Regions from separate parts of the Mus musculus genome. Here all the other regions are linked to region 4. A link is a contact called in public HiChIP or PLAC-seq, Micro-C and promoter capture Hi-C data. All regions are on one chromosome and are shown on one strand. Each heading gives the region's core, a stretch centred on a gene start, on an enhancer-like site or on the middle of the called end of the contact. The rest is flanking DNA. Distances are from core to core; before and after follow the strand shown. Region 1 holds the start of Nanos1 (nanos C2HC-type zinc finger 1). Region 2 holds the start of Eif3a (eukaryotic translation initiation factor 3, subunit A). Region 3 holds the start of Cacul1 (CDK2 associated, cullin domain 1). Region 4 holds the start of Rab11fip2 (RAB11 family interacting protein 2 (class I)). Region 5 holds the start of Pdzd8 (PDZ domain containing 8). Region 6 holds the start of Prdx3 (peroxiredoxin 3). Region 7 holds the start of Eno4 (enolase 4).

Region 1 (3,467 bases), core at 671-3,170, 810 kb before region 4:
TGCTCTAAATAGGTTTCCTCCTTTCTGAGGAGGAAATGTCTTAGCATCAGACACAAAGAATTGGACCATCGGGGTAGTGCATAGAGAAAATGCTAAGCAGGAGTTACTGGGGAGATTAATGGATTCATAATACTGTCACTGTATAAATACACGTCTCTCAAACAGCACCGTTTCCAAATATGTACACGATATGATTAAGCCTTGGCACAGTTAATTTTAAGGATTGGAAAGACTACTTGCTAATTCAGAATATCTGATGCATAAAAGGATAAGGAACTGTATTCTACCTGCTACAGATTGTGCCTTTAAGCCTCCCATCTAGGACAGAAACAAGCCACGAGGAAGAACACCCTCTCAATACTGGGAAGTGCACTAAGTTGCTTTACCTGCAATTAGAATGACAAACTAAAATAAATTAATTGCATCAAACAATAAAAGTCATTTTGCCGACATTCCATACAATTGTTAGTTTTACACTCAGTTCAGAGGCTATTAAAAATACTTTAGACGTTATAAAGTGCCTCCATTCATAAAACGAAACATCCAAGATGAGAGACAATTTCATACGGTTGCGCACCTAAACTAGGCCGACGTATACAGTAAACAGCGCCTCATTCACCGCAACTCAACCGGTGGTACACCCGCTCAGCCCTCACCGTTCTGGATGCGCGTTTTAGAAACTAGGGACAAAATTCAAGATTTCAACGTCAGAGACCGACCACTCCACAAGAAAGTGCTGCGCTCCTGCGGCTTCCGTAAAATCAAGACGACTTCCCAAATTGAGGCAAGGGAGAGGAGCGCAGGTTTCAGGTGTACACAGCTTGATGCAGCCCGCTCCTAGCGCAGCTTCTTGCTGGGCAGGCTGTCCCTGTTGCTGCGCGGCGGCGGGCGGACGGTGGGCGGTGGCACTTTGGAGAGCGGGCAATACTTGATGGTATGTGCGTTGTCGCCGCTGGCGCCGCACAGGGGGCACGTGTAGCGGCGCAAGACCGGGCACAGCACCCGGCCGTCCGGGCCCTTGAGGATGTGTGTGGTGTAGAGCGCCACCGCCTCCTTGTTGTTCCGGCAAAACACACACACCTGAAGCTCCGGTTTCAGCAGACGTGCGGCGGTCGCCCCGGAAGCCGCGTGCAGACGAGGCTCGGCAGCCCACGCAGGGCTTGGCTCTTCGCGCGGCGTCACTTCGGCCGTGGATGCGGCGGCGGCGGTGGTGGAGGCGGTGGGCGCGCAGCCCAGCAGAACCGCGGCGGCGCGCCCTGCAAACGGGTTCAGCTCAGCGAAGCGCTCCTCCAGCAACCCGGGCTCAGCGGGGCCGGCACACAGCTCTAGTGCGCGCAGTTCCAACGCACCGCCCAGGTAGCGGCCCCCGGCCTCCGGCTCTTCGCCGTCATCGTCTTCATCGTCCTCGGGCGGCCCCATCGTGGGCCCCGCCGCCGTGGGCCCGGGCCCCTCATGCGGGGAGCCGCGGTCGCTAGCCCTGGTGATGAGCGTGGCAAGCCCCAGGTAGTCGTTCCAGGAGCTGAAGGGCTGCGGGTGCACCGGGCCCGAGGCGCTCACGTAGCGGGCGCTGGGCACGAGCGCCATAGGCGCGGGGGCGCGGGCGCGGCGGGGCGAGCGTGGCGCCCAAGGGAAAGCCTCCATGGGCCGGCAGCGGGCCGCGCGCCTCCCCGCCGCCGCCGCCGGCAAGGGCCAGACGGAAGGGACGCAGGAGCTTGCCCGCCGGCCTGCCGTGGGGTAGGGCAGCCTTGCTTCCTTTTATCGCTCCCGCTTTCTCCTGTGCCCCTCCTCGCTGTCTCGGCCCTGCCCCCTGCGATCCTCCGCCCGGGCCACTGCGCCCGCGCCCCCGGACGGAGGCGGAGCGGAGGCGGGCGCGCGCTCTTCTCCAGCCCCGCGCGTTTCCTGCGCCCCGTGCGCTGCGCCCACCTCACCAGCTGCGGGGCGCCTGGCATCCTGCGAGGGGGCGGGTGAGGCGCCGCCTCGGGCCCTGGCGCTCAATGGCTGCGGACCTGACTCCGCGGGCGCCGGTCGGGACGCTGATTGGTGGCGATCGGGGAAGGGGCGGGCGGCGCTTGCTGGGAGGGAATGGCTGTGCAGAAAGCGACTGAATGAGGCGGTGGCTGGGGCTTGCTTTTGCACGAGCGTGGAGACCTCAGCCGGTAACCCAGCTTGGGTTTTTGTTTTTGTTTTTTTCACTGCGGGGTATTGAGGATGCCAATGGCACAGATCGCAATGAAGCAACTGGGATGCACTTGCATCCACTTGCAGGTTTGGCTGGACCGGGTTTATGGTTTGAAGCTACCACTTTCCTTTTTATCATCATCAGCAAGAAAAGCTGGGGGAGGCAAGGCTAGGCGCTAGCTCCCATCAGAGCCCAGCTAAAGACCCAGTGACTTCAGTTGGCACAGCGCTCTGGAGCACTTTCCACAGGGTGAAGTCCTCCCACAAACTTTGAGGCTCAGGGAGGAAGCTCACGATTTATATAGTTTATATGGTAGTGAGTAGTGGAGGATCAAAACAGGTCCAACAGGTGTTCAGAAATTGGGGCCGTAGGCTGTTCACTTACTTAGGTTAGGTGGAGGCTACAACTGGGCTAGAAATTCTTACTACGGACCAGTTTGTGTGAAGCTCCTCTTCAGGGTGCTTATATGGAAATCTAGGGTCTGTGGAACTTGAAAAACAGCATATTCAATGCTTTGAAACAGATAACATTTTCTCTTTTTGGTAAAACCCTGGAAAATAAAGGACTTACTAGGAGGGAAAGAAGTAGTCTTGCTCTTCCCTGGAAAAGAAGCAACTTAAAGTGATAAACACCAACAACCTCAAAAAATAATTTGAAACTAGGAAAAGACACCGAGGACTCTTCTGGAATGTGACCTAGGATGAGGGTCAGAAAATGCTCTGCAGAGGAGAGGGCTGATCTAGCTTTCCCACTCTGTACCGTACAGTGTCAATGGAAGCAAGGTGGTAAGACCTCTCCTCTGATGCTGTGAGTTTTCTTTGGGTGGTAGGTCACATTCACATGTTTTGGCTTAGATTTTTTTTTTTTTTTTTTTTTTTACAAACCTACTTCAATAAAGGTTCTTCAACACATCAGGCTACCTTATAGCCTACCAAAGGTAGGGGAGGAAGAACGGTTAATAGGACAAGGGGGTCATGGACCTGTTTAGAAGTAGTTATTCCGACCTTTGTTGTCAGGATATCAGCAGTCCAGTTCAATAGTGTCACCAAACATGAATCAGTAGCTGCAGACCAATCCAGAAGAAACCATGAGGCTCCAACAATGGGCGTGGGTCCATGGAAGTGGCAGGAAGCCGCCAAAATATGAGGGTTTTTTTTTTTTTGTTTTTGCAAGTTACTCTCTATGAAGTCACGAAAAGTGAAGATCAGCAAAGAAATCACGCCAATGTCAGAGCATTGTCAGTGAAGACCGGCATCCGCCAGCAAAGTCCAATGAAGGCCAGTAAGGC
Region 2 (3,083 bases), core at 39-2,538, 850 kb before region 4:
TTGAGTGGGTATGTTCATGTGAATGCAAGTGTTGGGTAAGCCAGAGATGATAGATACTCCAAAACTAGAGTTATAGGTGGTTATGAGCAGTCTGATGTGGCTGAACTAGAGTGCTCTGCAAGATTAGTATCTCTTCAGACCTTTAAATAGCTTTAAAATATTTCTCATTAATTTGTTTTTCGAGAAAGGTTTTCCTCTGTGTAGCTTTGGTCTATAGAACTCCCTGTATAGACCAGGCTGGCCTGGAACTAACAGGGATCTGCCTGACTCTGCCTCCTGAGTGCTGGGATCAAAGGCCAAAGGCGTAGATTCTCACCACGCTCAGGTTTTATTTATTTTTTAAGGTTTCCTCATTCATTGACACAGTATCTCATTAACTCACATGTCCCATACTATTGTAAAATATGTAATAAACTTACAATAATTTATTCTTTTCTTCCTGAATTTTCTCTGAACCTTTGTGTGGTGCCAGGGATTATGGAGGCCCCTGTGTGTGCTAGAGGAGCGCTCAGCCACTGTACAGCCACAGCCCTGAACTCAAGTTAATTTCCTACCAAGAGCCTAATAATTCGACGCGGTTTAAATGGCTTTCAAGCTCTAAGCATAGTAATTAATCTGTGAACACTACATTTGTTAGGTAGCAATAAAAGACATGGCTTGCAATAAGCCATTTCTTCACCAACACATTTCTTATATTTGTTTGTGACGTGAGCTGTATGTAAAAATCGATGACACTCGCGTATTTTCAAATATACAAGCCAGGTTCCTGGGTCTTCTACTCCCCTTCTTTCGGGAATCCTTGGGACACTAACCCTAGGAGGATACCAAATAACTCTGTTTATTATTCGTTTGTTCCCTCCCCTTCCTTGTCAATCAAGTGACTGGTGACCTATTTTTCAGGGATGAACACCACTGGCCAGCGATACGGGGTCAGCACTTCCGTTCAGTATTTTCAACCTTTCCAGGAGAGGTCCCGGCAGAGGCGATGCGACCCTAACGCGGCCTGCTTCCGCGCACGTCATTTTGGCTATGACTGTGTAGACACTGCCTTTTCTCGTCGCAGATCAGACCGCAAATTTCCCTTTCCCACTCTGTGTCCGCGGGGGGCAGAGGTGGTCGGAGAAAACGGTCCCGAAGGTTCCCTCCCGCAACCAAAGAACACCACAGCTCGCGCTGCTCGGCACCCAGCGCCACGTCAGCCCGCGCTCGAGACGCCAGCGCGCCTGCGCGCGGAGAAAGGCGGAACATGCGCAAAGGCCTGCCTCCTACATCCGGGGCTCGGGCGGCGGCGCTGCCGCCGCGAGGGAATCACGTGGTTCCTTCCTTTCCGTCTCTGGCCGGCTGGGCGCGGGCATCTGCTGGCGAGGCGCGTGGAAGCTCGCGCTAGTTCCCCTCCGCCTTCTCTCCCGGTCCAGGCCACTAGGGAGTTCGCTGACGCCGGGTGAACTGAGCGTACCGTCAAGATGCCGGCCTATTTCCAGAGGCCGGAAAATGCCCTCAAGCGCGCCAACGGTGAGTAAGGCAGCGGGTCGCGCCGCGCAGGGCCGGCCCGAGGCCTGGGAGTTTCGAGGGCCTCCGCCTGCTGCCCGCAGCCCGGGCTGTGGAGGCCAGTGGTCACGGCCGCCGCCACCGGGCCGCGTCTGCGCACGGCCTCCCTACTCAAGCGGGCCGCGGCGGAAGGCGCGGATCAGGAACCGTCGCTCTGGTGTGTGTTGAGTGGCTGCCGCCCGAGGCTTGCGTCGCAGGGCCACGGCCCAGCGGGTCAGGACTCTCGGGTCTTGCGATTCTTCGCTACGATCGGCCTTCTGCTGGCTTTTCAAACCCGCGGGCTGCTTGGGAAGCCCCGCGCTCCCTGCCGCCATCTGGGAGTGCCGGGAGGAGGAAACATGGCTCCCTCCCGGGGACAATGCACGCGAGAACCTCCGCTCCACCTCCCGCCGGGGTCGGGAGCCGGCTAGTCTACCTTCACTCCACCTCTCGGGCACGTCTGGTTCCTGATCCCACGCGGAGGCCTTCTGGGTCAGGGTCTACTTCCCTCACTACTAGTTTGCACTTCAGGCCTCTGCTCCATTAACTTGTTTCCTGTGGTGTCCTCCCCCCCACCCCCCGAAATGATGAGGGTCATTTCGAAAGTATTTCGAATCCAGTAAAGTTAGTATTCTTTAGGGATTTAAAAATGATCTACCCAGACAAGCCCTAGAAAGAGTGATTTCCCCAAGGTCACTTGGGAGTGTCAGAAAACTAAGACCAAGGTCTCTTGATATCCAGATCAGCTTTTTGTTTTTTGTTTTTTTGTTTTTCCTCCACCGCAGAGCCACTGAGTGCTATTTCTATTTCCATACGTGTGCTTAATTAAGCCTAGTGCTTGCAGGAAAGACTTGCCCGGATCTCTGACATTGTGTCGTGGAAAACTCGTGTGCGCATATCTGATCTGACCTTTAAAAATTGCTTTTTATTTTTTAAAATAAAACCTGATAATTCAGTATTTGTGCCCTTTTCAACCCTTCCAGTCCAAACTGGAAAAATAAACCATGTATGTTGCAGGTTTTTGTTTGGCAAGCTTGTTAGAAGTGGAAGTTACATTTTGTGAAAAGGCCATTTGACTCAAAACTTATAATAAAAGAATACTGCTGATAATTTTCAGGAATGAAGATGTGTTGGTTACATACATTAATATTTTTTGTGGTTAGGAAGCAGTCTGGAGTAGAATAATAATGCACTGTGGGTCACCCAATACCTCTAGTACTAATCTATTATTGAAAATAGAACTAGCTAATTTAGGACTTTTAATGTTTTGAAACTTAGAATTGCATTGTGCTGTAGAAAATGGAATTGGATAGACTTACTAGGTATAGCTATTAATATATGTTTAAGTTGTAACATTTAGCAGCAGTTACCATAGTAGTCTAGTTAAAGCACTACAGTCTTTGGCCTACATACATACATAGTAACATGCTGACCTTATCTTTCTCCTGTTTGGAATCTTCATGTGAACTTGGTTAATATTACAATAAAGTTTTAAAGTAGAAAGGTTACATAATGTGTTCTAAATTTCTTTTCACAGTTTCTAAGTTGACTTGATT
Region 3 (3,210 bases), core at 54-2,553, 640 kb before region 4:
ATCCCGATCTTGAAGCTGGAAGACACCCAGGTCTTGACATGGGATGACACACACTTTTGATCTAGAACTTGAGGCACAGTGCCCAGGAAAAGCTTAGGCCCAGACAAGATGGTATACACATTTAATCCCAGGAGACAGAGGCAAGCATATCTCTGAGTTCAAGCCCAGCCTGAGACAGAGCAAGTTCCATTAAACAAAAGCTTAGGTCCAGGCATGGTGGTACACATCTTTAATCTGGGCCGCACCTTCTGCTGGAGGTCTACATAAGGACAATGGAAAAAGCATTCATTCTTTGCCTGCTTGCACTTGCCAACACATCTGTTGGAACCTATTTCTTCAGGATTCTAGTTTATACAGAAGACCAGCTGACTTAGCCTGGTGGGATTGAGCAACTACTTAGATTCTTAGAGCTCCCCATCACAGCTGGCCATTGCTAAGTTAGCTGGACTGCAGACTGTCATTCATCCCAATAATTTCTCTTAATACATAGAGACATTCCATAAGTTCTGTGACTCTAGAGAACCCTAATAGTTTCTAACTGCACAGTGGTCAGAGAATGTGGTTATGTCAGTCCTCAGACATGCAGAGACACTTGCTTAGAGACACAGTATGTTTATCTTTTGTAAATGTTTCACATACTCTGGGAAGGAATGTATATTGTGCAATTTCTGAATCAATATTCTGTCCTTCTTAGTTTGGGATACCTAGGGCTAAAAAACGGCACACACCAACAGTCTACCCTTTGGAGTCTGTACCCAGGGCCTACTGCCACACTGTCCTTTCATTCCCCAAGCAAAGGCTCAGGCTGCGAGGTCAAGGTCTGGGTGGCAAAAAGCCTGTGTCGGTGGGGGACCCTCACTATGGAAAGGTTAGCCAGCATGGGGTATGAAGGGACACTCAGAAGGCTGAGGAAAGAGGACTGCTTGGAGTTAGTTGGAGCCCAGTTTGGAGTACAAAAAGAAAAAAGAAAAGACGAAAAGACTAAAAAAGAAAAGGGAAGGGGGCTGTTAAACATAAGAGCGTTGGTGCGCCGTTTTTGGGTCCACTCTCGGGCACACCCAGACTAGTTGTGGCAACAAGTTAGAGAATGCGCGTGCGCAGACCAAAGTCCTTTATCACGTAATGTCGGCCGGGGGCGGGGCCAGCGAATCCGGGTCTGGACACCTGGTCTAAACTGATGGGGAGGGGGGAGTGGGGAGGGGAGGGAGAGGGAATCGCGCCGCTGGGTGCATTCGCCTTGAGGTGACTCATAGCTCCCGCCCCCTTTTCGCCCAGCTTTCTCCAGGCCGTCCCTCGCATCACGTGCCTTCCTGGCCGCTCCCCCAGAGCCCTTTCCAAAGGCCAGAAGAAACTGCTGTAAAATGTCGTGAGGGACGTCAGCCCTTTGCGGCTGCCTCTCAGAACCAGACCCCGGGAGTGCCCACCTCAGTCAGCGGTTCCTCCGGCGGAGTCGTCTTGACGGAGGGCGAAAGCGCTCGGTGCGCCACTGGATTTTCCGCCGCACCCGCGAGGGCTCCGGGCGATGTGAACTCGAGGCGGCTTCTGCGCTCCCAGGCCCGGGGGCTGAGGTGGGCGGGCAGGTGCCTGGGAAGCCGCGGCCCGGCGGGATGGAGGAGAGCATGGAGGAGGAGGAAATGCTCACCTACGAGGCAATGATGGACGACCAGAATCACAACAACTGGGAGGCCGCCGCGGACAGTTTCCGCCAGCCTCCGCCGGCCCCGCCGCTGCCCCCGCCGCCGCCGCCGCGGCCCTCGTCGTCCATCCCGGATCCAGGCCGAGAACTCCCGGGGGGACAGCTGCTGGCTGTGCACGCGGGCTCCATGGAGAGGAAGGGTCCTAAGGAAGGGCTCCCGATGGGGCCTCCGCCCTTGCCGGAACCAAACGGGGTGATCATGATGTTGAAGAGCTGCGACGCAGCCGCCGCGGTGGCCAAGACGGCCCCTGCCCCCACCTCCAGCTCCACTATCAACATCAACACCTCCACCTCCAAGTTCCGTGAGTCTGTCCCTCCTCCACGACCCCACCCCCACCCCCCAGCCAGGCTTCTCCACACCAGCTCGTGGAATCCCCCCGCCCTGAGAGTAACTCCACTTCCTTTGTTCCAGGCTTAGTTCTCTTTCCTTCTCTTAACCCTCCCACCCTGATTCGGTGTCTGCGGCCAGTATCCGGCCAGCCAGCCAGTGTTGCCTGTTACACCTGCGCAGCCTCAGCTTATGCTTTAGAAAAGATCTTTAATACTCCTGATCATCTCTCAACATTAGTAAGCTCTTCTCTAGGGTGTCCCCTTCAAAGTTTCACCTTACAGAGCGAGAGGGAAAAGTAAGGCGGTCTTGAATTTCGTTAGAGGCCTTTCGTCTTTTTTTTTCAACCAGAGAGCAAAGAAATGTGTTCTTGTATTCTTTGCCGCTGTACTTTTAGCAAATCGGGCTTCTGAACGTTGGTCTCTAGCAACTCTTTGTTCTCTGTGAGTTTTTGCATCCTGTCAGGGAATTCTTAGTTACTTCTACTATGTAGTGGGAACTGCTACAAGTCTTTGAAGTTGATGTGTAAAATCACGTTCCAGAGAAGCGGTTCAGCAAGTGACTGTAACCAGGATCCTACCGCAGGTTGAACTTTTTAGCGGTCTGCCTTGAAATTCACTTGCAGATAGAAGATAAAAACTGACCCCAAAATGTTCACAATCAGGCAGTGTGCTTCCATAGCTAGGTAAAGAATAAGGTAGTAGTGCTTTTTAGTTCAGAGTGGTGGTGACAGTGTAAAAGGAACGTGGTGGCCAGGTCCTTGTTAGCTGCAAATTTAGAATGGCATCTCCTAATGTAACTGGAGATTTTATTTCTAGTTAAGTTTTATTAAGCTATAACAGTAATTGCCCACCTAGCTGTTGAAATTTTTTTTTGTCCTGATGCAGATAGTCACAACCTTAGAAAAAAGTATTTATGGGACTAGCACACATTACTTATTTGCCTTCAAGATACTGCTTTAGGCAGACACTTTGGTGTGGGTGTAGAAAGGAACTTTTGTTTATGATTATTCCCTGTTAGACATACACATGACAGTCATTTACACAATGCAGTTTGTATGTTGATTAAGTTGTGAAACTAGACTTTATAGTTGCAGTGTGATTTACCTTAAATGCTGAAGACAGTTTGGATTAATGCTTAAGTAGACTTTCTTTGATGAGTTAAGAAATGAACATTAAGAGCAGAA
Region 4 (3,311 bases), core at 183-2,682:
CTTGCCCGATAATAATAAACCCAATACCTTACAGTTTATGACCATTTTAAGTTGGATAAAGCACATTCCTATCTATCATATTTATTCTCAAAATTAGTCCCATAAAGGGAGAAAAGCATTTAGTCAGTCAACAGATTGGTTAGCATGTCTGTTTAATGCTTAGTTCTCTAAAGTCCTTCAGGGATGTCTAATCTTTTGACATTGCTTGGAGAGCTGTTGTCTGTCTGCAAAGTTCTCCCTGAAGAAAAGCACAATGCAGTTAAATACTCTCATAGCATTTAAGGTTGGGTTTGGCCTCATTCATAGCTATTGTTGGCCGCAGGTTGGATGTGCTGCCAGGAAGTGCAGTCCAAAGAGCTTCAGAATTTTCCTAGGCAGACATGGACAGAAATAAAGTCAACAGAGGTAGTATGCATCTCCTGAGACTGAAAAGCAGAGACAGTACTCCTGTCCTCTCTGGCCATGAAGTTGGGGTTTGGATTCCTGGAGGACTTGACAGTGAGCGCTCAGGGAATGCTTTTGACTTGGACGCCATACACACAACTTAGAAAGGGGGAAAAAAGACTAAATAGTTCCGTAGAATTATGGTGGCAGGCATGGGGGCCTGGTCTTCTGACGCCATCCCAAAGCGTCTATGATCTTTATTAAGCAAGGGAATCTTTATTAAGCAAGAGAATCTTTATTAAGCTTTGGAATCTATCTGCATCCTTTGCTTTTGGTCTGTGCTCAGGAGGAGGTCCCTTTAGTCAGTTGAAGGTTTCCTCTTCAAGACGATGGAGAACGGTTGGACGAAGTCTGAACTGTCACTCAAGAAGAACTACCACCATTAAAGGACACCAGCGCCCAGCTAGGACTGAACACACAGCTGGAACAGATTTCTGCCTTCCAAGATGGAAACCGGTTCTCTCCCAATAGCGGGCGGTGTATAGGGCCCAGTGCCGCCTCCCAGAACCCCTTGTCGGCCTCTGCGGGCTCACAGTTCCCCAGCCCGCTGCAACCGACAGGTTGGAACCTCAGCACCCACCGTCCAGCGCGCGCATCCCAGCCTCCGCGTCCCGCACCGCGCGCCCCGTCGTCAAGGCAACCAGGGAGGCGCTGACCCCCAACCCCGCCCGGCCCCGCCCCTCGCGCAGCCCCACTCAACATGGAGACGGCCAACCCGGAAGTGGCGCGGCCGCCGCGCGCCGGGCGCTAGGAGCCGCGGGTTGCTGGCCAGGCCTCACCCGGTGACACCGCCCGGCCTCGGTTTGCCACCCGCGCTCCGCGTCCCTCCGACACCGGTCCAGGTCGGCCGCTTCCGCCCCGCTCGCCCAGGCCTGCGCCACTCTTGGGGGGGAGGAGCCGAGGCGAGGCCGCGCGGGCGGGCGGAGGGAGCCAGGCCCCACGGCCGTCGACGGTTCGTATCAGCCGGGTCGGAGGAGGAGCCGGGCCGCGCGGGGCGGAGGCCGGGCCCTAGGGGCGCAGGTTTCAGGATAGCGGCGAAGCGGGGCGCGGGGCTGCGCGCGGAGGCCCGGAAGGCGCGGAGGTGATGTGGGCCCCTGTGCTTCTACGGAAGAAAGGGACCCCAGCAGCGGCGGCGGCCTCCCTACCGGTCCTCCTGACAGCAGCCCTTAGGGACCTCGCGGCAGCCCTGACTGCCCAGCTCACTGAAGTGCTCTTAAGGATGCAGTGATCAGGGTACGGGGCTCTCCCCGCGGGAGGGGCTCTGCCTGCGCTTCTGAACTCTGCGCAGAGAAAACAAAACAACAACAACAAAAAACAAAACCGAAAAACAAAACAAAACAAAAAACCCAGAATGATGCTGTCTGAGCAAGCCCAAAAGTGGTTTCCAACCCACGTGCAGGTCACAGTGCTCCAAGCTAAAGATCTGAAGCCAAAAGGCAAAAGTGGTACCAATGACACATACACCATAATTCAGTTGGGCAAAGAGAAGTATTCTACATCTGTAGCAGAGAAAACCCTGGAGCCGGTCTGGAAGGAGGAGGCCTCCTTTGAGCTGCCTGGGTTGCTCATGCAGGGTAGTCCGGAGAAATACATTCTTTTTCTTATAGTGATGCACAGGTCCCTGGTGGGACTGGATAAGTTTTTAGGGCAGGTGGCAATCAATCTCAATGACATCTTTGAGGACAAACAAAGAAGGAAAACAGAGTAAGTTATATAATTTATTTTGAATTTTGGGTACTTAAAGATATATGGATTTACTGTTCTTGAACATAGTATATTTGAGGCATTGGTCTTTGGGATTGAAATAGGATCCAGTATTAAGCACTTCTCTTTGCATGACTTTGAAGGGAAATAGCCTTTACTCTGATTTTTTTTTTAATGGAGTGATTAGTAAACCATTTTTTTTTCTCATTTCTGTGTGAGGTTAAGAGCTCTTAGTGGAATATTTTGCACTGGGTTTTAATACTTTTTATAAGAGGCCTAGAGCATGAACTAGAAAACCAGAAAATTAAATATATGCGTACCATTAGGTCTATGTTTGTTGAGCACTGTTAAAAAAATAAATTACTAGTAAAGGGTGTCAAAAGATAAGTTACTAGGTTTAGAACTCTTTATTTCAGCATTGGAAACAGTTGGCCTTATTTTTGCTCCACCAGTTTTCAGGGTCAGTACTTCTTGATAGGGTAGAAAGTTGTTAAAAGAACAAAAGTTTTGGAAGTCTGCACAGACATCTTCAGTCTTGAGCCCACTGACATTTTCCCTTTGAATTTACAGTATAGTGGAGCTATTGTTTACTGAAGAATTAGTTCAGCAAAGCTGTTGTGTAAGATCAGAGACAGTGATTACAGTCTTGTGATGCAGTGATTTAATGACTTCTTCGATGAAAACATGGCTTTTGAAATTGAACTTTCTAGCCTAAGTTAGATATACTTAATTTAAGAAATCAAAATTCAAATCAACACTAGGATGTTATGTGCTAAGTTGAAACAAGTAGCATCTTTGGAAAGGTAGGTCTGCTGTCCTGCTTTTAGCTTACATGCTTGTACACGCTTACCTTACACGCAGAGCTTGTAATGGGCCTGAAGGCTCATTGAGATGGCTGGAGTTTGTGAAAAGAGGGCTGAGGGAACTCATCAGAGGACTGCACTTTTCCCAAGTAGCTTAAAAAAAAAAAAGAACAAAACCCAGTCCTGATGCATGTTCATCTACCTACCCTTTAGAGCACTATTTTTGCAATGATAACTTTAAGCTCACATTAATTTCTTACAAGTATAGTGATCTTTTATCTGTCTTTATTTCCTTTGTAAAACCTGCCAGCAAACTTCATTTAATAAGAATTGTTTTTGTTTTGAATAAAGTCTTTACCT
Region 5 (3,300 bases), core at 49-2,548, 600 kb after region 4:
GTAACAACTGAGTAGTCAGAAAGCACCAGAGGAAACACCGTTGCCAGGGAACACAAAGGCTTCTGGCTCTATTGGTACCCTCTGCAAAATCTTCCACTTTTCCCAGTCTCTGCATCTCCAACTCTCCTTTATGGAGCAACTGGGACCTGATCCCTGATCGGCTTTTTAAATTTTTATTATTTTTTATTTTCAAAACCAAAAAGCTAAGCTGAGCGGTGGCGGCATACGCCTTTAATCTCAGCACTTGGGAGGCAGAGGCAGGTGGATTTCTGAGTTCGAGGCCAGCATGGTCTACACAGTGAATTCCAGGACAGCCAGGGCTACACAGAGAAACCCTGTCTCGAAAAACAAACAAACAAACAACCCCCCCCCCCAAAAAAAACCTCCAGCATCCTCCGTGTTATTATGCCAAGTAGAAACCAAGGACTTAGGATCCCACGATGTGACCCCTAAGCAATTTCTTTACTATGCCACGGGTACCACGGGTTATTCTGTGAAATTGGTAGGCACTAAAAGTAATGGCCTGAGGGATGGACTCCGGATAATGCCCTCAGAGAGGAAAGAAGGGAGGAGGGGGGCGTGAACAATCTGAATGGAGTCGCTAAGACACCTTCCAATATGCTGGCAAATTCACTCAGCTCACCCACTCCTCCCAGACCTCAAATAAACTTCTTTCTCACTTAAATTGAAATCCCCAAGGTAGGAAAGTTAGTCCCCTTCTCGCGGTTCCGCTTGGTCCCTTCTCGGGGCCCATTCTCTGCGGATGCAGGTCTGCCGGTCTGTGCGGGCTAGCGATGGCAATCCCTGATGCAGTCTGTCCTCTGGCCGGCTCGGGCAGTGTCCCAACCGCCTGTGCTCAGGCTCTCTGCGGCGCTGCCCTGCAGGGGAGGCAGCAACACACTGAGGGATGCTGGGCGGTCGCCACAGAGGTATCCGGCAGGACCCACGGCCGCCGCGGGGGATGGGCGCGGAATAACGGACGGCCGCGCCGGGCCCCGTCAGCCCGACTTATCCAGGTCTCCTTCCGTTATCTCGCGCCCTCCGGAGACGACGGACGCACGGATCGCCGCGCCGCCGGCGGCAGGAATGCAGGGGCGTGGGGGGAGCGGCGCTGGAAGCGCGCCGAGAGGTGGGAAAGGACCCGCGTCCAAGCGCGCCGGGGCGCCCGGCGCCGGGGGCGCGCACGCTCTGACGTCACGCGCCGCTCGCCCAATGAGCGCAGGCTCTGTGGGGAGGCGCCGTTCCCGCCCTCGCCCGCCGCCGGTCCGCCGCTCGGGCCGCCCCCGGGGGAGCGTCTGAGGAGGCGCGGGGCCGCGGCGGGCTAAGGCGCCGCCAGGCAGCGTCGGACTGCGGACGCTCGGTTCGGGCCCAGGGAGCCGCTCATCCGCGACCGATGTCCTCAAGATGGAGGCGGCGGGGGCGACGGCGTGAGGAGGAGGGCGGCGCGGAGAGCGCGGGAGCAGGCCGAGGGTTGCGGCGGGGGCGGCGGGATGGGGCTGCTGCTCCTGATCCTGGCGTCGGCCGTGCTGGGCTCGTTCCTCACGCTGCTCGCACAGTTCCTGCTACTCTACCGCAGACAGCCCGAGCCGCGGGCGGACGAAGCGGCCCGCGCGGGCGACGGCTTCCGCTACCTTAAGCCGGTGCCGGGCCTGCCCCTCAGGGAGTACCTTTATGGCGGCGGCGCCGAGGAGCTCGCTGCTTGCTCCTCCGAGGCCGGCGCCAGCTCGACCCCGACCCCCGACAGCCCGGCCCCGCCGACGCTGGAGACCTGCTACTTCCTCAACGCCACCATCCTGTTCCTGTTCCGGGAGCTGCGGGACACCGCGCTCGCCCGCCGCTGGGTCACCAAGAAGATCAAGGTGGAGTTCGAGGAGCTGCTGCAGACCAAGACGGCCGGCCGCCTGCTGGAGGGGCTGAGTCTGCGCGACGTGTTCCTGGGCGACACGGTGCCCTTCATCAAGACCATCCGGCTGGTGCGGCCCGTGGTGGCCTCGGGCACCGGCGAGCCCGACGACCCCGACGGGGACGCGCTGCCCGCCACCTGCCCGGAGGAGCTGGCCTTTGAAGCGGAGGTGGAGTACAACGGCGGTTTCCACCTGGCCATCGACGTGGACCTGGTGTTTGGCAAGTCCGCCTACCTGTTCGTGAAGCTGTCTCGCGTGGTGGGGAGGCTGCGCTTCGTCCTCACCCGCGTGCCCTTCACCCACTGGTTCTTCTCCTTCGTGGAGGACCCGCTGATTGACTTCGAGGTGCGCTCCCAGTTCGAGGGGCGGCCCATGCCCCAGCTCACCTCCATCATCGTCAACCAGCTCAAGAAGATCATCAAGCGCAAGCACACCCTGCCCAGTTACAAGATCAGGTGAGAGGAGGGTCAGGGGAGCCGAGGCTACCCGGGGGAGGTTAGCCAGGGAAGGGCCAAGGCAGATTCCCAGCACGACCCTGGCCTGCAGTTTGCTTCCACCTGGACTGAGGCCCCCAAGCAAAGAAAGGCGGGTAGTGGGCACTTCCCGTGCTGCCAAGGCAGCACAGGGAGCTGGAGGCCTGAGCGCCTTGTCCCTGGCCAGTCAGTGAGTGCCTCTCCTGGGTCTGTTGAGACACACTTGTGTGTGGTTGTTGCAACCGGAAGGCAGCGGCTGTGTCTGCCTTTGCAGCATCTCCTGCACCACGTGGAAAAGTTGTTCCTGGGCACATTGCAGACCTGAAGGGCGTGCTCACATCCCGGGTGTTTCTGTGTGGCACGGGCCTTGGCAGCTCTCCGGGCAGAGGCACGGGTTGTTGTAGAGGGATGTGATTTGGAGGAGTTGAGTCCGGTGCCAGGTGGTCTTCTCTGTGAATTTGGGGTAACTGTCATCTGCCCTTGGGAAGTAGGCTCCTCACCACAAACAGACCCAGACTTCTCAGGTGTCTACTCCCGGTGGCTGTTCCTTAACCCAATACTCCAAGTCACCTTGTGGGTAATATTTTAAAGACAGTGATTTGAAGTTTTTTAAAGTTCCTCTGTATCTGGCTTTATGTGATGCACTTCTGATTAGTTAATGCATGAGTTTTCTTTTGATGAATTGGAAGTGGAAGGGGAAATGAGTATTTGGAGGATTAGAGGTTTCATAGGTGGGACTTGGAAGGCTTGGTGCAGTAGAAAGGCTCCTGTTTCTTTTAAAACGACCAAATCTTCAACTTCTCTTTCTATCCTCCTTTAACTTTGTGTTCAGTACATAGAACATTTTAGGTTTTGTTGTTTAATCTGAAATATGAGTCTAGTATTGCCTTACATTACTACTGCTCTTTAGTGGAGATTGAAGA
Region 6 (3,523 bases), core at 280-2,779, 930 kb before region 4:
ACGAGATCTGACTCCCTCTTCTGGAGTGTCTGAGGACAGCTACAGTGTACTTACATATAACAAATAAATAATAATAAAATAAATCTTAAAAAAAAAAAAAAAGAAGAAGAAGCAAGTACAGGCAAGAAGGTGACCTGTGCTATCACACTTCAGAGTTTTGTTTTGTTTCAAGTGGATCTTAATCTGTAGCAAAGCCTGGCCTTGAACTCTTGGCTATCCTCCTGCCTCAGCCTCTCAAGTGCTGAAATTACAAGTATAAGCCATCAAGCTCAGCCTTCATCCTTTTTTATGTCTGAATTATATTCCATCACAGACTTGAACACCAAACACATACACTGGGTACCAGTTAAGTTCAAGGCAAGTGCTGTGAGGAACTTGTTGAGATGTCTCTTTAGGTATAAGGCTTTTTTTTTTTCTCCACAAGACAGGTACACTGTGTAGCAGCTAATGGTTCATGGACAGCTAGATTTATAATTTTTTTCTTTTATGAATATTTCTGATATAGTAGAGAGCAAAATAAATAAATAATAACATCAGATCTCAGTATGAGAAACTCAAAATGTTTTTAGGTTTCTTTCAATCATCTGACCTACAAATGAATGCCTCTGACCACCTTCTCTTTCTTTTCAACAAAACTCGGACTTTCAGCAAATAACTGTATCTAGCTGGAACTTTGCAGTATTTTGCACTAGTGTGTTTATTTTTAATTCCCTTCTATTTATACTGTTATAAGTAGAAGTTTAACTATTTCCTACTTAACATTTCTTTTCCCATAAGATTATTTGCACTTTAAAATGAGCTAGCATAAAGAAAATATTATTTAGATAATATGCAGATGTGAGAAACTATATTAGTAACAGAACAGTGCTTGGAAAATACCAGCTTAGACATGGCATTTAGTGTGGTTATCATGTGAATTTTATTCTGTGTTTGATGTGGTACTTCAAAACCGTGCCCTCCAATCATTACTTGGTATCTGCGTTAACAAATAAATTGATTTAAAATGTGTCCCAATTATCCCAATTTTGAGGAGAGGCCAAATGAACGCCCCCACACAATATCAAAGGTTTTCAAGCACACTAAACTCTGATGTCCCTAAGTCGCTTAGCTTATTAAAGAACTCAGATAACTAAGTTTGTTCCACTGAATGCAGAAGGCAGAAGATCCCACCTGAGATAGAAAGGGAACTGGATTCTTTCACAGACAGACACTTTCTACTACTCTAAATTAGCGAAACAAAATCAACAGGAAATGTCAATAAGTGTCTACTTCCTAAATTGAATTTGATCTTTATACGTCGGTACCATAAATAGGAATCCAAGCATTCAGGTATTCAGGAGGTCAAAGGGAAATTTCCCCCTGAGCTGGAAGGAGTGGTTCTACGGCTTCTCCCCTAAGTCACAACCACACACCCAGGTCCAGCCTCTTTGCATAAACCACACCCCTCCTCCACCCACTCCTCGTAAGCCCCGCCTCGCTGAGGCCCCGCCCTCATAGGGAAGCCCGGAGCAGAAGCCACGCCCCAGGCAGAAGCACACCCGGCGTGCTCCGGCTACTCCTCGGTATCTCCGCCTATCGTGCCTCTTGCGTGCTCTGAAGATGGCGGCAGCTGCGGGAAGGTTGCTCTGGTCCTCGGTGAGTGGCTGGCAGCTGGGCAGGCGCATGACACAACAGCGACTCTGGCCCGCACTTGTTTCCAGGACCGGATCGCGCACCCTTAGGTCTGCTGCCCACTAGCTCCTATGGGAGGGAGTTCTCAGCTCGGGGACCTCTAGGCCTCCTGCGGCTAGAAAGGCCCTAGCCCCTGCGCAGGACAGCCTTTACACTATCCCCGTGGGTGATGTGCTCTCCAACAAGTCCTTGTGCTTGATGGTCCCCTTGCTGTTTCTTCACTAAAGCACCCAGGCCTGACTTTTGAGGCCAGTATGCTGACTACTGTGTTCTAGGATCTGTCACCAAATATGACCTTGGCCAAGATACACGTGTGTGTGTGTGTGTGTGTGTGTGTGTGTGTGTGTGTGTGTGTGTGTGTGTGTGTGTGTGTGGTTTTTCGAGACGGGGTTTCTCAGTGTATCCCCTGGCTATCCTGAAACTCGCTCTGTAGTTCAGGCTAGTCTGGAATTCACAGAGATCCGACTGCCTCTGCCTCTGGAGTGCTGTCTGGCTTGACTTCACATTTCTGAACCTTAGTTTTTCCTACATCTCGACATGGCTGTGGGCTCATACTTAAGTCTGAGTATAAACAAAGTAACGGGAGTAAAAACAGTAACAGGAGCCTCTTTCTACTCCCACACTCAGGCTGGACTCTGCCTTGGTATCTGCTGTTCTCTAGTAGCAGCCTACTGTCTGTCCTCTTGCCAGCCATCCTCCTCTCCTTTCTCATCGCCGGGCTCAGCCCTTAATTTCCTGTCCCATGTTGGACATCAAAGTTGAGCAAACACTACTAACCTTGAGCTTGGGCCAAACACTCCCAGTGCATGAACTTCACCCTATTCCTTGACTGAGAGCCTGGAAGGGACTTTTTCTGAGAAAAACCTTGATGTGGCTACATGATGCAGCAGTTAGCTCCAGGTGGGGGAGGGTACAACTACTCAGCCTGGCCTAGCCTTCCTGAAATTTTGGAGATTTTTTATTCTTGAAGCTTTATTCTTATGATTTTCTTGTAGACTCAACCCATGCTCTTAATTTGATTTGGTATCTGTTTCGTTGGGAAAAGGGTCGTTAACAAAGGATGACAGCAGCAAGGCAGAATTCAGTCACCCTTTCGGAAAGCCTTCCTAATTGAAAGCATTTTTCTTTCCAGGTTGCTCGTCATGCAAGTGCTATTTCCCGGAGTATTTCTGCCTCAACAGTTCTTAGGCCTGTTGCTTCTAGAAGAACCTGTTTGACAGACATACTGTGGTCTGCCTCTGCCCAAGGAAAGTCAGCCTTTAGCACCAGTAAGTGTTACTGTGCTCTAGTCATATCCAGGTAAAAGGAAACCCTTATCAGCCACTCTGGACCCTGGCTATACTTGAGGCTTGTCCTTGGAGATTTTAAACATGGATATGAGAATAATGTAGAGATGGCTGGATCTAAAAGGAACTGTTAGGAACAGTGAGTCCTTGGCGGTGTCAAAATTTTAAAACTTACTTTTAAGAAAACAGAAAGAAAATGGAAGCCAGTGGTGGAGCCACATGCCTTTAATGTGAGCATTCAGGAGGCAGAGGCAGATCTCTGTGATTTAGAGGCCAGCCTGGCCTACAGATCAGAAAACCTTGTCTCGAAGAACCAAAAAGGAAGAAAAAAAAAGTTGCAGGCCAATCAGGGCATCACAGTGTGAGACTCTGTCTGGGAACAATAAATAAACAAGACCTCTCCCCATGCCCACCCCCCTAAAAAAGAGTAGAAAAAGTGGTAGTCTAGGAAAAAGAAAATATTTGTATAATATACTTAACAAAGGCTATTTCTCTAAGATACCTAAGTTACTAGATAAAATGAAAACACAAAACACCACTGTACCCCACCCCAGGTTTGAAACATG
Region 7 (3,264 bases), core at 542-3,041, 1.0 Mb after region 4:
GTGCCACCATGCCCGAGACCTTTCTTAACCCACAGACTTGGTATCTCTCTCCAGCAAGCTTTTCTATGGCAAGCCGACTGACTGACTCCCTAATCCTTCTTCTCAAGTTGTGGAAGTCATTGGTCTTTATACTGTGACATATTCAGATTTTAAAAATCCGAAGGGGATAATTTTTATCCCTGCCCACCCCCAGGCAGACATCTGGCTTGTCAACAGTGAAAACCGTGTTCCCCTCACCAACCATCAGCTGATGCACAGTGACACCTAACTCCAACAGGCCTCTTGGGAAGCTTAGTAATTGCAATTTCCTTTAAGTGGCAGAGCAGAAATCACTTGGAAGGGATCCAAGATTGACTTCTGAGCGCTGTGCCTACTATGGGCGCTGACACCCTTGGGCAGGTTGACCAGGGTTGTCCAAGAAAGCAGGCTGAGCAAGCCATGAGAAGCAAACCAGTAGGCAGCATTTTTTTTCTTCCTATAGCCTCTGCTGCATTTCCTGCCCAGACTTCCCTCAGTGATGGGCTGTGGCATGGAAATGTAAACCAAATAAACAAGTTCCTAAGTTGCTTTTGGTCAGAATGTTGTAGCAAAGGATAGAAAGCAAATGGGGCCGCCCCTAACTAAGGTATGGGAGTTCCCAAAGAGCTGTACAAACCAGTGCCAGGCTGCCTAACAGACTAGGAAGAGACAGGGTGAGGTGTCCTTTTAGACAACGAGTTAACAGTTCCTTCAGCAAGAGAGAGAGGGATTGAAATCTTTATAAGGCCTTCACTCACCTATTCCACAAAAAGTCTATAATTGTCCCTTTGTCCCACAGTGCAGGGGTAGGGGTGAGGGTGGGGGTACTAGTTAAAGCCCTGAGGCCCAAGTTCTTTATTTAAAAAAGGGAGGGTTGTTTGTTTGTTTTAAATCTTGCAGAGCTTTTAGAGACGAAGACAACGAGTGGTAGGTACCCCAACTCCTTTCCAAGTCACATCTGATGCACAGGAATCCCCCTCCTCAGCAGCCAACCATTAGGTAACTCAAAGGATTACTGTAGGATGGCCCTAGGAGAGCTCAAGGACACTCAGTCAACAACGGAGAAGGGCCTCCGAGTGAAATCTGCATTTTGGCAGTCACTGGCCCGAGACGTTGGGTACCTAGCCAATGCAGGGTGCGTGAGGTTTTCACACCTGGGAGCTTAGACTTGGAATCTGAGACATCAGGGGGGAGTGGAAGCCAAAGGAATGGGACCCGGGGTGGGCTGCAGCCAAGTCCCTGGCATTCGTTTCGTGGTCCAGCTTGCGTCCCCGCCCGCAGGTAAGGTAAGTTCAGCGTCAGGTCTGTGGTTTAGAAAACCAACGGCAGGTGAGCTCCTTGGATAGAAAAGAAGCTCGCCAGTCTCGGAGCAGACCTGAGCTACAGACCCATTCAGGGTCCTCTTGTCAACTCTCCGCATCCTCCCCGCGCAGCACGCTCGCCCTGCTCTCAGCTGGGCATCCCCTAACCCTTCTGCCCAGCAGCGCGCAGGCGCGACTCCGTTGCGCAGGCGCAGACGCATCGCGCTGCCGCAGCGTGGGCCAGAGGGAGGAGGGAGCTCCCCGCGCGTCCCTACCAGGTGCCCGTAGACATCCGCAGGCTGGAGGTAGAAGGTGGAGTTGAGCAGATCTTCCAGCTTGCGCGGGACGTCGTTCTCCTGGTAGTACGCCATCGCCTGCTGCTTCAGCTTCTGCAGGTCCCTAGTGATCCCGCCTCTGCGGCCGCCGTCTTCATCTCCCATGGTAGGAGACTTAGGGCTACAGCGGGGTTTTGCCAGGGGGCCCGCCAGCGTCCTTTTGTCGCTAGGCAACGCAACGAGATCACGACCCCTAGATCTCGCGAGGCTTCCTTCCCTTGGTGGACCGAGACTCAAGCTTTCCGTTCGGGACCCATCGTTGTCCCGTCCGCACTTCGCCTTTCTTCAATGCTTCGCTCTTAGTGCTCTCTCGTCCCCGTTTGTCACTGTTCCTCGGACAGTTTTGCAGACGGGGAGGCATTTAACGATTGTTTGAGTTCGTTTTGCAGAAGCTGGGGAGCGGTACCCGCCACTTCAACTCTTGCAGTTAACGAGGGAGAGGGATGCAAGAGCCCAGGGTGCCCTTCCTGAGCCGTGGAGGTCCTGGGCATGCATCCCTTCCAACCCACGCACTGTGCTTGCTGCACGCCTCGTGATGCTCTCTCTCAGAAAGCTCCCTTTGGGGGAGATTACTGAGAGTGAAACCCAGTGTAGGAAGTAAGACTGATGATGCTTTGGAGAGACCCAGGGCGAGGTGGAGGCCATGCAAAACGCAGCCCATGAGAAAGTCCTTGGGTCATGGTCTGTAGCAGCGGGCTGCCTGTTTACTGTGACAGTTAGGTACCAGACGCAATGATAGAACTTATTTCTGTGCTCGTTACTTGGATGGTGCAGGACGATCCAAGTAATGGATAGGAGTGGGCCGAGACAGACAGGGTGTTTTCGTGTTTTTTTTTTTTTATTGTTGCCTGTTTTATGTTCCCAACAGAAAGCAGGTTGCTTAAAAGACTTGTGCCTTCATTGCTCATCTGGAAAACGTAATCTTACCTGCTCTGTCCGCTGGACAATCACTTAAAATAACCCCGAGTGCGAAGAGGCATTTGGGAACAGTTGTTTTCCATAAATGTACTGTTGGATGTAGGTGGATAAAATACCTGATTCTGTAAGTACGCTTATATAACCGAGACCCATTCCTCCCTGCTCTGGACTCTCTTTGAGGACGATTTCCTTTCTGTGGTGTGATGGGTCATCACACACTTGCCCTCCCCTCTGGCTGGCTGCAAGTCCTTGGATGGTGGAAGCAGAGACTTAGTCATCTCCTTGTCCATCGCAGAGCTGAGCGCTCACAGCTGGGATTTTAGTGCACCTTTGTTTAAAAACGAGCCCACAATGTTGCCATTGCTTTTATTCCTGGGTGTGGCCGTCCTCATACCAACCCGCCTCCTGTGGAAGGTACCTCCTTCGCCCATCCTGTGAAGGTTGAGTTTTGTGTCTTAAGAAAAGCTGTGCTTCACATTCTCACCCCCCCAGCAGACTGCTCTTTCTACTGATCTCCTTGCCCACTTGAAACCTGGACCACAGACGTGAGCCCTCATCTTTTAGGGCTGACCCATTTGACTTTCTTCTTTTTCATTCTTCTGTGCTCAGCATGAATCTCTGGGCCTACCACCTGGATGCAGCCACTGAACTATATCTCCAGACCTCATTTAATTTTCTTTTCCTTTTTTTTT

The links. Promoter capture Hi-C pulls out the DNA fragments that hold promoters and counts their contacts. Hi-C and Micro-C count contacts between places; a contact is called where the count stands out from the background. HiChIP or PLAC-seq counts read pairs in DNA pulled down with a chosen protein or histone mark.
Region 1: an H3K27ac HiChIP or PLAC-seq map of microglia shows a contact between it and region 4, with 8 times the contacts expected there. The contact joins the promoter of Nanos1 here to the promoter of Rab11fip2 in region 4. A contact is called at or near these places in 2 of 39 promoter capture datasets (liver and pre-B cells) and 1 of 115 datasets of contacts at active chromatin or transcription factors (microglia).
Region 2: a contact with region 4 is called in a promoter capture Hi-C map of pre-B cells, with 4 times the contacts expected there. The contact joins the promoter of Eif3a here to the promoter of Rab11fip2 in region 4. A contact is called at or near these places in 2 of 39 promoter capture datasets (liver and pre-B cells) and 2 of 484 Hi-C or Micro-C datasets (CD4 T cells and pre-B cells).
Region 3: a contact with region 4 is called in a promoter capture Hi-C map of pre-B cells, with 5 times the contacts expected there. The contact joins the promoter of Cacul1 here to the promoter of Rab11fip2 in region 4. A contact is called at or near these places in 10 of 39 promoter capture datasets (HPC-7-derived erythroid cells, embryonic stem cells, erythroid cells and 6 more), 4 of 484 Hi-C or Micro-C datasets (embryonic stem cells, granulocyte-monocyte progenitors, myocytes and 1 more), 4 of 115 datasets of contacts at active chromatin or transcription factors (embryonic stem cells, extraembryonic endoderm stem cells, memory CD8 T cells and 1 more) and 1 of 9 other capture datasets (liver).
Region 5: a Micro-C map of embryonic stem cells shows a contact between it and region 4, with 8 times the contacts expected there. The contact joins the promoter of Pdzd8 here to the promoter of Rab11fip2 in region 4. A contact is called at or near these places in 8 of 39 promoter capture datasets (the 3T3-L1 cell line, cranial neural crest, fetal liver and 5 more), 10 of 484 Hi-C or Micro-C datasets (the AML12 cell line, CD4 T cells, CD8 T cells and 4 more), 7 of 115 datasets of contacts at active chromatin or transcription factors (astrocytes, bone marrow-derived macrophages, effector CD8 T cells and 4 more) and 3 of 9 other capture datasets (adipose tissue, embryonic stem cells and pancreatic islet).
Region 6: a contact with region 4 is called in a promoter capture Hi-C map of pre-B cells, with 4 times the contacts expected there. The contact joins the promoter of Prdx3 here to the promoter of Rab11fip2 in region 4. A contact is called at or near these places in 2 of 39 promoter capture datasets (liver and pre-B cells), 1 of 484 Hi-C or Micro-C datasets (CD4 T cells) and 1 of 115 datasets of contacts at active chromatin or transcription factors (thymic regulatory T cells).
Region 7: a promoter capture Hi-C map of liver shows a contact between it and region 4, with 2.6 times the contacts expected there. The contact joins the promoter of Eno4 here to the promoter of Rab11fip2 in region 4. A contact is called at or near these places in 1 of 39 promoter capture datasets (liver), 3 of 484 Hi-C or Micro-C datasets (CD4 T cells, CD8 T cells and LSK cells) and 1 of 9 other capture datasets (adipose tissue).

What each region holds. Positions count from the first base shown.
Region 1 is chr19:60,754,440-60,757,906 of GRCm38.p6, reverse strand. Nanos1 (nanos C2HC-type zinc finger 1) reads right to left here and starts at 1,920. Exons shown (of 1, transcript NM_178421.3): 1 at 1-1,920. The coding sequence starts at 1,641. The coding sequence ends at 838.
Region 2 is chr19:60,788,898-60,791,980 of GRCm38.p6, reverse strand. It overlaps Eif3a (eukaryotic translation initiation factor 3, subunit A), which reads left to right and starts at 1,288. Exons shown (of 22, transcript NM_010123.3): 1 at 1,288-1,512. The coding sequence starts at 1,464.
Region 3 is chr19:60,579,116-60,582,325 of GRCm38.p6, reverse strand. It overlaps Cacul1 (CDK2 associated, cullin domain 1), which reads left to right and starts at 1,303. Exons shown (of 9, transcript NM_030197.2): 1 at 1,303-1,998. The coding sequence starts at 1,608.
Region 4 is chr19:59,941,485-59,944,795 of GRCm38.p6, reverse strand. It overlaps Rab11fip2 (RAB11 family interacting protein 2 (class I)), which reads left to right and starts at 1,432. Exons shown (of 6, transcript NM_001033172.3): 1 at 1,432-2,148. The coding sequence starts at 1,796.
Region 5 is chr19:59,343,778-59,347,077 of GRCm38.p6, reverse strand. Pdzd8 (PDZ domain containing 8) reads left to right here and starts at 1,298. Exons shown (of 5, transcript NM_001033222.3): 1 at 1,298-2,359. The coding sequence starts at 1,491.
Region 6 is chr19:60,872,544-60,876,066 of GRCm38.p6, reverse strand. It overlaps Prdx3 (peroxiredoxin 3), which reads left to right and starts at 1,529. Exons shown (of 7, transcript NM_007452.2): 1 at 1,529-1,635; 2 at 2,804-2,939. The coding sequence starts at 1,600.
Region 7 is chr19:58,941,952-58,945,215 of GRCm38.p6, reverse strand. It overlaps Eno4 (enolase 4), which reads right to left and starts at 1,791. Exons shown (of 14, transcript NM_178689.4): 1 at 1,595-1,791. The coding sequence starts at 1,759. It also overlaps a transcript of Hspa12a not described here.